2 separate regions of the Mus musculus genome follow, and region 2 is linked to region 1. Evidence: chromatin contacts called from public promoter capture Hi-C data. All regions are on one chromosome and are shown on one strand. The core of a region is the stretch at or near the end of the contact, and the rest is flanking DNA. Distances in the headings are between cores, read along the strand shown. Region 1 has its middle 49 kb from the start of Gm39776. Region 2 holds the start of Rxra (retinoid X receptor alpha).

Region 1 (5,741 bases), core at 2,252-4,751:
GCACATGCAATTCCAGGTTTTGTCAGGTCTACAATTACTGCTAATTATAACAGTCACTAAAGAAAGGAGAGAACGGGCTGGAGAGATGGCTCAGTGGTTAAGAGCACTCATGGCTTTTCCTGAGGTCGTGAGTTCAAATCCCAGCAACCACATGGTGGCTCACAACCATTTGTAATGGAATCTGATGCCCTCTTATGGTGTGTCTGAAAGGAGTGATGGTATGCTCATATACATAGAGTAAATAAATCCTAAAAACAAAAAACAAAAACCTAAAAAAAGAAAAAAAAGAAAGGAGAGAACAACACAGGTTTTGTGCAGTTTGCCCAAAATGGGAGAGTTCATGATCCCCAGGAGGACTAACTTTTTTGGTGTGAAAGTCCCAAATTAATTTATTATATTTTTCTTTACAATCAAAAGAGAGTCTTCTCCTGTTGGGGGTATGTTTCCTTCACAGGTCCTCAGCTGATGTTCAGCCTTGGCTGAGTGTAGAGCTGGCAGAGCAAACGCATACCCTTTTGACAGTGAGTCCTCGTTGGAGTTCACCCACAAAGCAGGTTCTGAGCGGTGGGACCTGCTACCTCGCTTTCCATAACATCCTCAGGCCAACCTATCAATCCAGGCATCAGCTGCCCTGACTACCACTGTCACATGAATTCATGCATCAGAGGATGTGTGTTGTTCCCACTTTCCCAAGAAATCATGGGGGTGAGAGTGGAGGCCACAGCCCCACTAGGGTGCTGCAGGGTGGGGATTCGGGATGTGTTCCCAGGCAGGTTCTTAACCAAGGTTAGAAGGCAGAGCTCCTGCCAGGCAAGGAGTGGGGCTGGTACAGTGCAGAGAAGAGGCCATGAGTGGATATGCCCCGCTGAGTTGGCAGGTGGGCTGCAGGGGTGCTGATCCTGTTGTAAGCACTGTCTGAGAGGCCGGTGGACTTGGGTTGTCCCTCTCTTCCCACCTTACACACTGTGGCTCACACTGGCCAGAGTTCCATTTTGAGCAGGTGGGCCATGGGGAGCTGTGGGTAAACTGCTGCTCACTGCTAGGGAAAGCCAGGACCCTTATGGCCAGACTTGCACTCTACCACGAGCTGTATCCATGTCCTTTGGGTGAGTCGTCTGTGAGCCCTGTGTCCCCTACTCTGACATTCATGCACTGCGATGACCAGCGGGACAGCCCTGGGTCTCACTTCCTCAGAACATTCTGGAGGCTTGGTAGAGAGAAAATTCACAGCCAATATAGGCTGTGGATCTGAACCCAACATACAAACACAACTTGTGCCCTGAACTGAGTGGCTGAGATAAGTGGGCAGGGTACAGAGGACAGCAGAGTATCCCACTTTCTAGGACTCCATATCATGGGCCCCCTGAACTCATTCTGAGGACATAGAGGACAGACGACTAGAAGCCAGGCCCTGACTGTGCTTCTGACTGGTGCCATGAGGTGCCACATGGTAGAGTCTTTCTGTCTCATGTTAGGTCTGTGGGATGAGCTCTGGGGACTGTGGTGTCTGGGGCTAGCCTTGGGCTATGTGTAACTCTTTGGCTCTGGGCTCAGTCAGCTCTGTGCTTGCTTTTGATCCACTCTGATCTGGGGCTCAACCTGACTTCTGCTAAGGCTGTCCCCTCCCTGTGTCCCCTTGGCTAGCTACCCATTGGGTCCCTGTTTACTCTGCTGTCCATCTGTCCCTATCTAAGCAAACAGACAGAGGACAGGACAAGGAGAGAGAGAGAGAGAGAGAGAGAGAGAGAGAGAGAGAGAGAGAGAGAGAGACTTGTCTAATGGTGGCCAAAGGTGAAGGGACTCTTACCTCACCTGCCCTATTGATTTATTTACTGTCCCCAAATGTTTACCTGCCTCCCCCTGCCACGCCCAGGCCCAAACCATTAAAGTGGCTGGAGGTGGCAGGAACACTTGGTTCCTGGAACTCTGTGGACTGGAGGTGGAGGTGGGGTGGGGGGCAGGTTGTTCACTCTGGAAATTCTTTTTGTGGAAGTGTGGGGTTAGAGCTTTAGTTCCCAGCAGCAGCTCTGGAGTCTAAGCCCCTCAGAACAAGCCCTGTTGGTCTTTGACTCTAAAAAGACTTCAAGAGCTGACCAGATGGGCCAGATGTGGGTTAACATTAGAGACAGCTACAGGGGGTAGAGCCCTCTCTAGACAGATTTGGGGCAAGTGGGCATGGTTTGCCCAGACTCAGTGAGCTAGGTGGTTCTCTTACTTAAAGAGAACAGAGGAGAGCAGCTCCTGTTGTCAGGGAATTGCCACCACACACAGGACAGAAAACATAAATACCCACTAGGCTTGGTTTCCAGCCCCAAACTTACTTCTCACACATTCAGTTCCCCCTACTACCTTCATTTGCAAATGTAAACAGAAACTGGGCCAGGCTGCAGGTTCAGAGGGGACTCCCTGGGCCTGAGGTAGTTGAAGAGCTCTTGGTCTTCTACCCTATCTTTCTGCTCCTTGAGCTATCTAGTGGATGAGTTAGCTGCTGAGCTGGACAAAGATTTGGAATGAGTTCTGGATCCAGTGAGGTCTGAAGTCTTCCTCAGGAAGTCAACAGCCACAGAGGGAGTGTTAACAGTTAGTGCTGGGAACAGGAGACCCACAGACACCTGGGAAAAGCTTCTAGAGGTGAGGGCAGTCTGTCTAGTGCTGCTCCTTTGAGGTTCAGGATACCCCAAGCCTTGTCTGTACCCCTTGGCTTTCTTTGTCTGGGCAGTTACTGCTTCAGGGATAACCCTCAACAGGGCCCAGGTGGCCTGCCCCACTCCTGGGACAATGTGTTATTTCTGCTGTAGCAGAAGCCTACTTTGGGAAGAGCACTTCCGTTTCCAGCCTTTTCCTATACCAGAAATGCGTTTCCAGGTATTACCCTGGCACCTCATCCTTGTCCAGCCTAAGAAAGACAATTGTGGTTTATTCCCTGGGCACACTGGAGGACAGAAAAGACAGGAAAATTAGTTATGGCCCACTTCTGGATGACTTCAGCAGAGGTGGAGGCAGCTTTGTGAGAGACTAGAAACAATAGTCAGAGAGAACGTTGCTCCTGAGACCTCCACTGTATCCCTGAAGAACCCCCAGTGCATCCTCTGATACCTCCACTACAGCCCCCTGAGATTTCCACTCCATCTCCCTGAGGCTCTTACTGCATCTCCTGAGATTCCCACTGCAGCCTCCAAGGCGCTCCACTGAATCCCCTGAGTCCTCCTGCCTATTGCATCCCTTGGCCCTCCCACTGCATCTCCTGAGGTCCCCAATATATCCCCCTGAGACTTCCACTGAAACCCCTGAGGCCCTCCACTACAGCCCCTAAGGGCCTCTACTGCAGCCCCTCAGACCCCTACAGCATGATATGGTAAACTAAGACCCTTGTTCCTAGCCCTGGCTTGAGGAATTCAAAGGCCAGAGGGAGGTAGTGTTTGGCCTATGCCCTGTGGACTGGGGTTGGCTCCTCTGAACCCTCTTATTTGTGCAGAGTTAATGTCACGTCATTAGCAGTTGGAAGCTCTGCAGGAGGTTAAATATTAAGCAGTATGTGCTGGGAAATGTGTTCTCCTGTGCCAGGACTGATGGTCAAGGCTGTGGCCCTCAGCCTTGGCTAAGGCTTCTCTAGCACATAGGCTTTCTAAGTGATTATCTTGGAAAGACAAGGAACCAGAAGCTCTAACATGTCCAGGAATGGACCAGTCTTGTTGAGCAGGATTGGATGAGCCTTTCAAAGCCTCTGAGTCCTGGAGGTGGAGTGGGAAGCCTCCTCTCATGAGAACACCACTCGTCCATGTGCAGGGACCTGGTAGTCCCAGGTCACCATGAGGCCCAGCAATCATTCACAAGCAGGTACCAGGCCTCACAGTAGATCTACAAAGGCAAGGGAAACAGATAGAGGCCCAAGAGGGCCCTGGCAGCCACCCTGAGAAGAGGCCCTGTCATCACCCCATATTTCCTCTAAAAATATAAAACTTAGACCCAGGGAAGGCTGGTAAGGCCCAACAAGAATCCCCAGATGAGATGATGCTATAGCAATGCATATCCAGGGCACCCCAACAGATGTGCTTGCACACGATTCATGCTGTTTTTCTTTGTCTCCATGTCTGTCCTCAAGGGCAGTAACCAGTGGATGAGTTTGTGAGACTGGTCAAGGTTAAGACATGTGATAGGTGCTGAGTGAATCCTGAAGGGGTATTGGATGACAGAGAATTAAATGGATGGATGGACAGGTAATATCTGGATAGATGGATGGAAGATGGGAGGATGGGTGGGAAGAAGGAAAGGAAATGTGGATGGATAGATGGACAGATAACAGGTGGATAGGTAGGTAGATGGATGGATGGATGGATGGATGGGTGGGTGGCTAATGGTAAGCAGATGGGTAGATGGATGAAAGGGTGGGAGGGAGGTCGTGGATGGGTAGATGAAGAAGTATATGAGTGGCTAGTGGGTTAGATGGATAGACAACAGATGGCTTACTGGCTGGGTGGGTAGATGGATGCACAGATGAATGGATGGTTGAGAGGGAGGGAGGTTGGGTGGTGAATCCATGAGTTTAGCTTAGATCTGATATTTTGTAGGAGCCACTGGGTCTCTCTGAGGGAGGAAATGTCCTACCTGATCTAGAAAATCACCTATCCTCTCACCTTACACAGGGGGTCACGTCTCTGGTGGTGTTGGTGCGGTTGTGATGCTGTGGTCCGCAGTTTCTCCTCACTGGAAAGAGCAGCCATTTCTCAGAGTGCGGTTTTTGAAACCAGGTGTGCAGGAGGACCTGAAGGTGCTCTAAGAATCCTCTCTGAGGAGTTCAATGATAACACATACATGTGCATGCATGCACTCTCACATACACACATGCATACATGCACACACACATGTACCCATGCACCTACACACTTACACACACATGCATATACCCACAAGAAAGAGACACACATATATACACATACACATGAATGCATTCTCACACACACTCATATACACACATGCATGCATGCACACATGTACCCAAGCACATACACAGCTACATACATACATACAAGAGAGAGACACATACACATGCACACACATGTATGCATGCATGTATATACACAAAAGGGAAACACATACACACACATACATACACACCATACACAAACATGTGCACACATATATATACATACACCATACACAAACATGTACACATGCCTACATATACACACACATACACACATACGCACACACACACAAAAAGATACACGAGAGAGAGAGAGAGACATACACACAGAAGCACACACAGATACAGACATACAGATACACAAACACATACACAGAGACACACATACACACAGACACATACATGACACATACATGCACATACACACATATACACATGTGAAAGAGAAATACACATTCACACACATATACACATGCACACACCCAAATGTACACATGAGACATACAGACACATATAAGAGACACACAGAGACATATAAAATACATACACACACATGCATGAATGCACATAAACACATACACATTCACATGAGAATGAGAATGCACACACACATTCACATGAGAGATAGACACACACATGTATGCACACAGATGACATACACATGACACACATACAAACACACACATACATACATGAACATACATGAACATACATACATACATACACACACACCAGACACAGACATATAGGCACACACAAACACATGAGAGACACATACACACACACACATTTACATACACATACATACACAAACAGA
Region 2 (5,741 bases), core at 1,022-3,521, 50 kb after region 1:
ACTTTCTGGCAAGCCTCATCCTGGCTGAACAGTCTCTATATTGCCTGGTTAGTCATTTCAAAGACCCAGTATGGAGGATGGGATTGTCTGCACTTTCCAGGTCAGGGAACTGAGGGCAAGAGCAGAGTGGCCTGGCTTGGCCACCAAAGAGTTGCAAGGCAGAGCTGGGGTGTGCCCTTGCCCTGCCCATCTTAACCACACCTTCTGTGAGAACCCAGGGTCAAGTCTTCAATAGAGCCTGCTGATATTTGTTGGTAGAACGAATGGCCCACAATACTGGGGGACAGAGATCATTGAAGTTTCTCTATCCACCCCCACAGACCTTTCCTGATCCTTTCTGTTCTGAAACTTAGCGTGAGCAGGCTGTCTGCAGCCCAGATTTCACTGGCCAGGGTAGAAAGTTGGTACTTTATTGTTGGTCACCACGTGTTGCCCTGGCGAGGATGGCCCAGGAGTTTGAAGAACAGGTCTTAGCTCTCTACTGTGATAACACGTCCCTAAGGTAAAGCTTATAGTCTCTTTCTGCTCTCTGGCCTTGCTGTTGACACAGGGAGTTAGTTCTACCCCCTCACAGCCTGCCATAAGAGTCTCAAAATGGCCCTGTCAAGGAAGGAATCTGGGGGTTTTCTCCCTGGCCAGTGGGTCCAATGGAGCTGTGCTACCTGATGCAGGCACTACCAGAAGCACCCCAAGTTGTGTGCCACACTAAGGGAACTCCCAGGTGATGACCTGGGAAAGGAGGCCTGGTTTGTAGTGCAACCCAAGGCATTAGCAACCCCATTTTGTTTCCCAGCCCACATAGGAGGACCAGACATGGCCTTTCTCTAAGACAGGTCTATAGCTTTTCTGGTAGGCTGCTAAAAGACATCTTTAAGATAGAGTCCCACAACTATTGCTTTTTTTGTTGTTTTTGTTTTTTGTTTTTTTTCTGAGACAGGGTTTCTCTGTATAGCCCTGGCTGTCCTGGAACTCACTTTGTAGACCAGCTGACCTCAAACTCAGAAATCCGCCTGCCTCTGCCTCCCGAGTGCTGATATTAAAGGCGTGTGCCACCAAGTTCGGCCAACTATTGCTTTTTACAGAGAAAAAGTGCAGTCCTGGAGGACGGTGGTAGTGGGCCCACGCAGAGCTTTCTTTTTTGTCTTGAGGGGAGGTGTTCTCTTTGGGCAGCACCTACTCTGTGCAGCCTGTGGACTTTGGTAAACCCCTCTGCCAGGGCCTCCACGCTGGATTTTGGTCTGGCAGGCACCAGCTGGGAGTGGAGGGAGGCGGGACTGCCGGTTGCCTGGCTTGGCGCAGGGGGAACTCTGCGCTTAGGGAGGCTGGCTTGGCTCCGCTCAGGTAGCTCACACCCAAATCCGAATTCCAGCTGCCCAAGTCGGCGGGCGGGTTGCGGAGGAGGCCCAGGCTCTCCCTGGGTAGGAGTGCTTCCTTTCGTTTTTAAACAAACAAATCATGAATTTAAGTCAGGGCAGAGAGCTAACCAAGGTATAAAAATAGCCTGGGGCCACGGGTGATGTCCGAAGCCGGCAGTAGCGCCCTTCAAGCCCCGCGCCTCTGAGGAGGGTGAGAGCCGTCGTGTTAACGTGGGTACCCCGAGCAGCACCCCAGCCCCCCTCTGCCTGTCTGGCCTGCGGTCAGACACCAGGGTCCTTTTTGGGCCTCTCGCGTGTTAGGTGAAGGGGACTGGGACGTCCAAAGGGCAGCATCTCCCTGCCCAGCTGCTTGCCTCTGGCTCACGGCCCTTCACCGGCCTCAGTTTCCCCATGTGTCCACCGGGATGCGCAGGGCCTCGGCTCTTCTGCAGGGAGCCTTGCAGGACCAGGGTCCTCGCGCGGCCACGGCCGGCCTCTTTGTGTGTCCGCGCAGACAATGGCCCGGCCGCGGGGCTCTCCTCCCGGCCCGGCTCTCCTCCTCCTCCTCCACCACCACCGCGGGCCGCCGGGTTTTTGGGCAGCCGGGAAGGGAAGGCTGCTTTACCCCACCGCCCCGCCCTCCTCCCACGCCGCCGCCCCACGGCTCCTGGGAACCCTTGGCAGATGCAAACTTGCAAGTTTGCAGGGCGCTCACAACTCGGGGCCGGGCTGCGAGCGCGGGGTGGCCGTGGTGGTGGCGGCGGCGGCGGCAGCGGCGGGCGGGGCGCGCACCGGTTGCGGGCGGGGCGAGTGGCGGCGACGGCGCTGCGCCGAGTCCGCGCCCGTCGCGGGCCCCCCGCCGCTCCCCCCCCACCCCCCCGCCCCGCTGCAGGCCGGGCCGGAGCGGGTCGCGGGCGCGCGGCGGAGGCGCGGGCGGCGGGTGCGCGCGCGGGGCGCGCGCAGGCACAAGTAGTTTACATTGTTGGGCGACTTTTGCAACAACTCGCCGCGCCGCGGCCTCCGCGCGCCGCCGCCGCCGCTGCCGCCGCCGGCTCCCCGCCGCCCGGGCCCCGGGCGGGCCGCGCCGGGGGCCGCCGCGCTGCCGCCCTGCTGCTCCGCCGCCGGCTGGGCATGAGTTAGTCGCAGACATGGACACCAAACATTTCCTGCCGCTCGGTGAGTGCTGGCCGCGGCGGCGCGGGCGAGGGAGGGGGCCGGGGCTGGCGGGGCGGGGGCGCGTGCGCAGCGCGCGCTGGGGGTCCGGCCGGGCCCATTGGCCCCGAGCCGTGGCGGTACCGAGAGTTAGCGCGCCGGGCCCGGGGAGGCGAGTGGGCACAGGGCAACTTTTCCCGGGCCCAGGCGCGCGGCGGGAGAGGGCGAGGACGCCGGGCCTCTGACTTGCCGAGGAGCGGGAGTGGGCGGCGGGCTGGCGCGAGCGCAGGTTCGCTCGGGACGTGGAGAGGGACCCTCACGCTGCGCCTCGCGCTTCCGCGGACCCCCGGGGCGCCCAGCTCTAGCTATCCGGGAACCGAGCCACGCCGGAGGAGCAACTTCTGAGCTCGCTGGAGGGCTCCGGGCCTCCCTGGCATTGGGATGGGGACGACGCGCTGGGCTCCGGGAGGCCACTGCTCTTCCCGGCTCGTCGGGCTGTGGCTTGGAGAAGGCCGCTGGCCCCTGGCTGTCTCTTTGCCCAGGATAGAGTCTGCGATCTTGCCGTTCCCCGACAGCAGACCAAACCTAGGTGGGCACGGTCACTCTGGGTCTCTGATTAAACCCAGGACTGGGGCCCCACACTCTGGCACCCCTAGTTTTCAGTATTTAGGGGAGACAACCCATCGGCAGAAGGATCATTTTCTTGTCCTGCAACCCTCCCGCCAGCAGCACCCAGCCCCAAACAGCCTGCCAACTCCCGGAGTAGAACCAAGCAGGGTCAGAGCCCCCCACTCATTACTCTCCCTGGGGTTTGGGAGCCAGAGGGAAGCAGGGTAGGGAGACTTATAAATGAGCTCCGGGAAAGATATTAATTTGGTGGTGAGGACAGCAGCCAGGCTGTCAGGCTGGTGAAGAATTTGTGCTGATTGGAAATCAGGACAGCAGATTATGGACGAAGCTCCACGATGATCATTGCCTCTTTGCCTCCCACCCCCTATGAGGTTTGGGATGCATTTTGGCTACCCTGAGGGGTGATCAGAACCCAGCATGGTTGCCAGGACTTTTGGTGATTTGGGGAGGTGGTACCTCCTTAACCTCCAGCCTTCTCACAAACAGGTCTGCTGCAAAGTGACTGGGGTTGTGTTACAAGTGTGTCACAGCTTCAGACTCTCCATCCTTATGAGTAGTGATAGAGACAGTGGGAGCACACCTGAGCTTGGGGGTCTAGCTCCCCGGCTATAAACTCCTGTCCCTGTTGCAGTTGAGAAACTGACTGGGGAAGGCTTCACTTCGAGGCTACAAATGGTGGATTTGGCATTGTAACCCCCTGCCAAAGTCAGCCGACAAGAAAGCTTTGTTACTGTGGCTTGTTGCTGTGGGGCCTGGGGTGGGGTGGGGGTGGGAGGCTCCTGAGACATCTCTTTCTCCTTCATTCAAGCCTTGATGTGCACACAGAGTTGGGTCCTTCAGACAGGAATGCTTTGCTCAGTCTCTGGCCTGGGACACGGCCAGGGCCTGGCACTACTTTGGCTAGGTCTTGAGATGGGAACACCACCCCAGGAGAGACAGAGCCCGTTCTCAAAGTTGACACATACAGAACTGGCAATGACATTGCAGGCGGCTGGACTGGAGTCTCCATGAAGAGGAGTTATGTCTCAGAGCTGCTGTGTTGGCTTCACAGAGTGGTGGCTCTCAGGACCAGCTTTGGCCTCCCAGGCAGCCTGTGCCCCAGGGCTGAGGGCTGAGTCCTGGGCTCTGATTACGTTTTATTTTTTACTAAGCTTGTGACCAGCTCTGAAGTCCAGTGCAGTTGAAGATCCATTTAAGCGGCTACTTGCCTAAGCCCTTTTGTCAACACAGCCTAATCCCTCCTGGGGGCTGAGTGTCAGAGGATCTGGCTCGTCCAGGGTCCCCACTGACAGCTTGGGTCTGACTTGAAGTGTCTAGGAAAGTTTGGCCATCCCTTTTTCACTCCCTTGCCCCTTTTGGGGTCCGGGACCCAGGGCTCTTTCCAGTGTGCACTGTGTGTGTTTGGTGGTCCAGGCAGCCTCCAAGCTTCTGCCAACTGAGCTGATCTGCACAGGACAGATCTAGGAAGAAAGAAGGGAGGTTGGGGAATTTGCCCCAGGCAGCCCCTGTTTCCTGGCTCTGCTGTCCAGGGCTGGTCTTCCTCCATGCCAGTTGGGGAGTTGGGGTAAGGGCTGGCCTCAGCCTAGATGGTGGGACTGGAAGGCTGAGCCTGCAGAGTCCAAAGGTCTCAAGCCTGCACTGCCCCTCTCAGCTGTTAGTGGCCCATTTGCTTGTGAGAGTAACAGGTTTCCAGAAGCCAGGCTCTAGACCTCCAGCCACCCTCTTGTGTGGTACTTGGGGACCTGGTGAGCTTGGGGCCTGCCTGAGGGGGCTTTTAGTAACATCAGAGCCCTTGTGACCCAAAATAGAGCACATTCCGGGAGTCCCGAAATAACAGAGTCACATGACTCTCAGGAGGCTGGGCTTGGAGTCCAGCTTGGGCCTGACTAGGCAGTTCATGTTTAGGCCCCTGGCTGTCTACTGATTTGGGCATTTCTTTTGGGAAACGCTGGAGGAGACTTCGTTGTTGACTGAGGAAGTATTAGGGAGAGAAAAAGTGACTCCCTGATGGTGGTCTGACTGTGGTGGTGGACTTGTCTGGCAGTATTCTTCTTTGGGCTGGCCGTGACTATTGTGCTGGGCACAAGCATTTGTCTCAGATGTGGGCTCAGAGAGCTAGGCCCACCGGAAGGAGTCACTGAGGGTGGGGAGCTCTACACACAGCCCAGGTCTGCACTGCTCAGAGTCTGTGGGGTGTGTGGGGTGCAGAGTCGAGCCTGCAGCTGATCACATGGGGCAGCTGCTGTGGGCTGGCTCCCAGGTCTAGGGCCTGGGCGGCTCTTCCAGCTGTGCATGTCCTTCAGCGCTGGGGCTAGGTGCAGCTCCTCAGGGAGGCCCCTCTGACTTCCTTGCTAGTGCCTCCTCCCGTAACTGGTTCTGAGGTTGAGTGTAAGAGTGGGGACCCCTATCCCATCCTCATGCCTTCCTCTAGGAAAGGGAGTGTTATAGAGGGGTTGTCACTCTGTGGACAATGGAGGGGTGCTCAGGCCTGCTCCTCTCCACCCAAGGGCTGGCTGCACATACCAAAGGAACTCTGGGATCTGCATGTGTGGACAGAATCAAACTGCATAGAAGGTGGTATGAGATAGCCTTGGGACCAGCAGT

The links. Promoter capture Hi-C pulls out the DNA fragments that hold promoters and counts their contacts.
Region 2: a promoter capture Hi-C map of liver shows a contact between it and region 1, with 10 times the contacts expected there. The contact joins the promoter of Rxra here to the enhancer-like site in region 1. A contact is called at or near these places in 4 of 39 promoter capture datasets (3T3-L1-derived adipocytes, embryonic stem cells and liver), 13 of 484 Hi-C or Micro-C datasets (3T3-L1-derived adipocytes, the HPC-7 cell line, epidermal suprabasal cells and 3 more), 8 of 115 datasets of contacts at active chromatin or transcription factors (the SCID.adh cell line, bone marrow-derived macrophages, embryonic stem cells and 4 more) and 2 of 9 other capture datasets (adipose tissue and pancreatic islet).

What each region holds. Positions count from the first base shown.
Region 1 is chr2:27,623,285-27,629,025 of GRCm38.p6, forward strand. No RefSeq gene overlaps it. Among named protein-coding and RNA genes, the nearest start is that of Gm39776, 49 kb to the left of the region's middle. Within about 2 kb of position 3,502, at least 17 of the 459 cell types and tissues checked have an H3K27ac peak or open chromatin away from gene starts, as enhancers often do. A contact at or near this core is called in liver and pancreatic islet, where this site is marked.
Region 2 is chr2:27,674,930-27,680,670 of GRCm38.p6, forward strand. It overlaps Rxra (retinoid X receptor alpha), which reads left to right and starts at 2,272. Exons shown (of 10, transcript NM_011305.3): 1 at 2,272-2,531. The coding sequence starts at 2,504.